2 separate regions of the Mus musculus genome follow, and region 2 is linked to region 1. A link is a contact called in public HiChIP or PLAC-seq data. All regions are on one chromosome and are shown on one strand. Each heading gives the region's core, a stretch centred on a gene start, on an enhancer-like site or on the middle of the called end of the contact. The rest is flanking DNA. Distances are from core to core; before and after follow the strand shown.

Region 1 (2,700 bases), core at 101-2,600:
TCATGATACTAATTATACCCAGTTCATCCTAGTCAAAGCCTGATACTTTAGTGTCCAAGTTAACACAGTCACAAAAATGTTTCTTTTGGATTTGTTTGATGGGAACAGCCCAAGGAGGACTGAAATTTGGTTTGTTTTTATGCTTGCCTTTTCCCCCCATTTGCAATGGCTTGGGTCCCCTCACTCCCACACCAGGTCCTCAGATGTTATAATTCCACCTGCAAGGAAAAAGCAATTTACAAGTGTTATTTTTTTCTTTTTTAAGTATGTCCTGTGTATTTCATTTCTTTAGACATTCGATTACAGGTTACATTCTGCCCTCCTAAATAGCCATCAGCCCTTTTGTGCTCTGAGGTGCTAATTGGAGATTGGGATGTCAGATTCCAGGGCTCTGAATCTCCAGCTTAGCAGGACTTGATCACACAAGCCAGTCTCTGTAGTGGACCAGTTTGGGGGAGTTTCCATACTAAAAGTATGATTCTCTCTACAGTCCCAGAAAACATCCTGTCACCAACCCTCTGTAGCCCACTGCTCACATGCTAGTTTGTTTTCACTCAGATCACTTGGGACATTTGTCTGCTCAAGTGGAAAAATTCTAACATCCCACCGTTGCCACCACCACATATTCTACTTATATGCCATGACTATTTCCTCCTCCTTCTTAATCAAACAGCTGCTGAGCACGACTCGACTAATGACATCTGACAACCACATCCTTGAAGTGTTTGCTAATATCCGAAAGCAGGCACGCCTGGGACGTTAATTGGTGGGTCTGGGCAGGTCACGCTTTGGTAAGGCCATCAGCCATTATGTGGCTTTTCTAAAATTTACAGAGTGTTTTTATGCAGAGGCCTCTCTGGGCAGCAGGTGTGACTGTTCCCTCCCACGACCTCCTCACTCCTCTTCCTTGAGTCAGCTCCAGTATGCCCTTCGGAGAAGAAACAGGAACCGATAGGCTCAGAACAAGTAGGTGGTGATCACTTGGGACCAGAGTCAAATGCGTTAAAGTTCTGTGACAAAACTGCTTCCTCAATACCTGCATAAGAAGCTCTGGGAGGGGGAGTGTAGAAAAAGAAAGGAAAGAAGAAAGGAAAGGAAAGGAAAGGAAAGGAAAGGAAAGGAAAGGAAAGGAAAGGAAAGGAAAGGAAAGGAAAGGAAAGGAAAGGAAAGGAAAGGAAAGGAAAGGAAAGGAAAGGAAAAAGGAAAGGAATCCTGTAGGGGTGCTGCCCACGCCGCAGCAATTTGCAACGCTAGAACCTATTGATTCCCAAGTAGCACAGGAGAAAGCCTGGCAGAGGCACCACTCAGCCAACCAGGCTCTAGCTAATGGGGATCCGCCCTAGAACTCTGCGGCGTCTGTGCGCGTGTGAGTGCAAAGACAGGCGGGCGGGCGCGCCTGCGACTCCGAATCAAACAACCAGGAGAGTGCTCACAGATGTGGGCTGAGGGAGTCCAGTGCGCTGGCTCCTGCAGCCGCTTCTGAGGAGGCCTTACTTCTTTGGTACCCAGTCTCTAAATTTTGCAGTTCTGGTTGGGGTAGCACGTAGGCAGCCGGGGGCGGGGAGGGGGGGGGGGGGTGGCGGGAAAGCTGCACCAACCAGTGGCCTTGGGGACAGCCATGGAGAGACCCAAACTAGAAAAGTGGATGGCGAAAGACATTTGACGGATCTCATCTTGAACAAGCCCTTAAGGTTATTTATGAGGCCCGATTTTAAAGTAGTGGCTGCCAGGGATGTTAAAAAGGCGCTCACCCCAAGCTATGAGACGAAATACAGTTGCAAGAATGCTGTTTATGACGATATAAATCAACATGAGGCTTGTGACGGGGAGTATGGAGAGAGGGTTTCGGATAGAAACTAAGAAACAAAGTCAGAGTAAAAATGAATCTCACCCTCTTGATTCTGCCTTATCCTCTTCCTGGTCTGCATCAAACTCCTTGAAGGCTCAGGGAGAAGGGAGAGGAGAGAGCGCACACGCCATCCTGGGTGGGGTCCGCTAGAGTCTTCCCCGAGTTTACAGGAGGACCATTAAAGGGCCAGGAAATACATGTAAATAAACAACTTGCAAGATTTATGGGAAAGACTTCAATTTTATAGGACCGTATTTATAGAGCTCCACTGGCTCCGTTATAAATAGATTAATGGGAAGTTAAAATTAATGGACTTGTGTGCTGCACGTTTAATATTTGAGTCTTCAAAAAGGCAGACAACCATGGTCTGAACCCAAAAGGAAGCCAGGGTGTCTGGAAGCTGTAACGGGCCTTCTTGCAAAGGAGAAGACCCACAGGGCCATCAACAGCCGTATCCCCAGGGATGAACACGGGACCAGTTGTTTTCAAATAAGGAAAAGAAAAAGCATTTTAAATTTCTAAACCGTTAAACTTCTTCCTTAATGAAGATCTTAAGCCAGTGATCAGTTAGGGGAGGGAAGGTAAGTTTTGTGGATGCCGTAGAGAGCTCCAGGCTCAGAGAGAGGGCAAGGATTCCACCTCCAGTACCACTTAAGATTCCCTTGCAGGCAAGGTTAAAGACCTGTGAGCTCTGCTTGAAGTCTTCCCTAATGTCCTCTATGGCCTTGTACTGTAGTGATGGTTGCAGCTTCCAAACATTCCTCCCATCCCCCACCCTCCATTTCTTTCCCCACAGTTATAGCCTTTCTAGAGCTGGAGTTTTGCTTACACAGGTCATTGACTTCTTACCA
Region 2 (2,700 bases), core at 120-2,619, 730 kb before region 1:
GCACAAACAATAAACTTAGCTGGGTGGGATATGCAATCACCACTCCCTAAATCTCTTTATCTCTTTCATTAATATCTTTCTGACAAGCTGGCTCACAGTGCCTCTGTTCCTTTAGGTCTGTGAAGCACCTTATAAAATTCATATTGCATTGTTAGATTTTTGCATAGTTGAAAAATTATATATTTTTGAACTCATGTTTTGAGTGTTCTTTCCCACAGCATGAAGAATTGTCCTGTAGGTCACAGCATTCTCCCATTTTGCTGAGACACCCTTGCCTCCCAGACTCCTGCTGTCCCTGATTATCATGGAGTCATTAACCTTCGCAAAGAAGACATTCCTTGAAGGGGGAATGTGAAAATATATGCATTATTATAGAAACAAGCCTTATGCTCACAGAAACCATGGACACTCATGGAAGTCCACCCCCTGTGGGCTCTGTCTCAGGGGCAGGAACCATGTTATTCTGTCTCTTTCATGGCCATGCAGGACACTGCAAGTTTCCACAGGAATCAGTTCTAATAAATCCCACCAGTTTCTGAGCTCTTTATGTCTGTCTGTATATCTGTCTGTCTGTGTCTGTCTATCTGTCTCTCTCAGTGTGTATGTGTATTTGTGTATGTTCATGTGTACATGGCAGAGGCAAGTGCTCTTGATTAATCACATTCTTTTTATCTAGGTTGACAGCTAGTGAGTTCCAGCAATCTTACCCCACAAAATGTTGGGGTTCACAGAAGGGAGCAGCCAGGCTTGTTACATGTGTTCATGGTCCCACAGCAAACACTCTTACCAACTGAGCCCATTTTTCTCTAAGTTTGAGCCCATCCTGGGAATTACATTGTCAACAAAGATTCACGAGAAACAGCAATGTTCTAGTAACAGGTTTCAGTTGCTATGGGGATTTGGGGGAAGTTTTAGTTTTCAAAATCAGCGCTGGAAGTCTAAGACCCATTTATGATCATTTACATTCAATTTACTTTCTTGCTGCCTTTCATCGGATTTGACTAAAATAAGTTGTTTTAAAGGCAACTTATTGTGACTGTCATATGATAGAACATTACAATAACTTTTAGAAAGAGGATAATGCTTTTTGCCAGTCTTTTATCATGTCTTGGTGACTTCAAGCTAGTGTTTACAACATTTTTCTTTCTAAGGAGAATATTACCTTTCAGTTTAGAAATAAATAGTAAGCCCTGGAAGTTTTAGTTCTATGAAGATAAATAAGAACGATGCCTGCCATGAAAAGCCAGAGTAGTTACTGCTTCAAAAGAACAGTTATCTGAGCCATTGCCATAAAACAAGCCTAGAAGAATTTCAAAGGACAGTTGATTTATGGAACTCTGTGGCATAGTTTGAATTCCACAGCCTCCTAGCATACTTTTGCATTGAAGTCACTTCTCCTTCCCTTGTCTGGATGGCCATGCAGGATCCCAATCCTTGTCTTGAACTCATGAAATACTTCCACTGCAAGCCCACAGGCCCTGCTCCTACCACAGCCCCTTCGTGACTTCATAGAAAAATCCAGGATGCCAGGATACCCATGGTGGAAGCACTGAGAACAGGTTTCAAACCACAGCACTAGAATTCTAATTGAAGAAATGTTCCCTTCAATTTCCTAGGTATTTTTGCAGAAGTCCCAAACAAACGTATGTTAATGTTCACTCCTTTAAAACTTCCAGGTAATAGTCTCTTTCTATGGAGCATAGTGGGGTTGTACTCATTTGTATTTACTTCGTTTGCATTCACCCTCTGTCTTTATTTTCTTCCCTTAATCCCTGTTCCTATGCGCTTTCCCTCTGTGCCTCAGCTATATATTGTCTCTGAAAATCAATAAATCCTTCACACACAATAATGCCCACCCACTCCACCTCACTGGGGTGCTGTGATGTGTAATTAATTAATGTGTGTAAAGTGCAGAGGGAGCATGCAATGCAAGGCACCCTATAAATGAGAAGAATCATTATTAATAAGTGTTATTACCCAAATGCCTCTAGATGTCAGCAAAACATCTTTGAAAAAATATAATTGGGCAGCCCATCTGAAAAAGCCTCAGACTGTGCGGTCTATTACCATGTATGGAGGCTGAGAAAAATACCATCAGCAGTGAGGCTGCCGTAGCCTGTCCCTGCAGAATGTTTAGTTTCAAATTGCGAACTTTGAATAAAAGTGAGCATTGGAACAGAGCTATATTGGATTCTTCCAGAAATGAATGTTCAGCTTTGTGGGACTTTTTCTTTAAAAAACAATCCAGAAGAAAGGTCAGTCTTTTATCTCAGAAGGACATTTGATTTCCTCACTTATAAAGCAGTGGGTGTTGATAGTGAATGGAAAGGATGAGGGGACACACACACACTCTCTCTTTAGGTTTGAAACTGTGAATCCATAACACAGAGATCTAGGTGAGTGTACATGTGCTGAGTCCCACTAGCTTCCTTCCTTGATGGCAGTGTGAAAATAAAAAGTCTGGCAATTTCCTCTCACATTGTTTGATGATATTCCGGACTTATTTTCCAAAGCAAATACTTGGGTTTGTAAGTGATCAGTTTTGATGCTTGTCTCAAGACCAGATGTTTCCTCTTTCTGTTTTCTGCTTATCCACCATTTTCTCTGAATAGAAATATGAGATATAGAGACAGGAGAAGAAAGATGAGCCAGGGAAACATGGCAAGAGACGACCCAGATCCTGGATGCAACCCAGTAGTT

The links. HiChIP or PLAC-seq counts read pairs in DNA pulled down with a chosen protein or histone mark.
Region 2: an H3K4me3 HiChIP or PLAC-seq map of neural tube shows a contact between it and region 1, with 10 times the contacts expected there. The contact joins two enhancer-like sites. A contact is called at or near these places in 6 of 115 datasets of contacts at active chromatin or transcription factors (craniofacial prominence, embryonic basal ganglia, embryonic hindbrain and 3 more).

Annotation. Positions count from the first base shown.
Region 1 is chr1:19,240,226-19,242,925 of GRCm38.p6, reverse strand. No RefSeq gene overlaps it. Among named protein-coding and RNA genes, the nearest start is that of Tfap2b, 33 kb to the right of the region's middle. Within about 2 kb of position 1,350, at least 32 of the 459 cell types and tissues checked have an H3K27ac peak or open chromatin away from gene starts, as enhancers often do. A contact at or near this core is called in neural tube, where this site is marked.
Region 2 is chr1:19,972,835-19,975,534 of GRCm38.p6, reverse strand. No RefSeq gene overlaps it. Among named protein-coding and RNA genes, the nearest start is that of Gm32651, 370 kb to the right of the region's middle. Within about 2 kb of position 1,369, at least 27 of the 459 cell types and tissues checked have an H3K27ac peak or open chromatin away from gene starts, as enhancers often do. A contact at or near this core is called in neural tube, where this site is marked.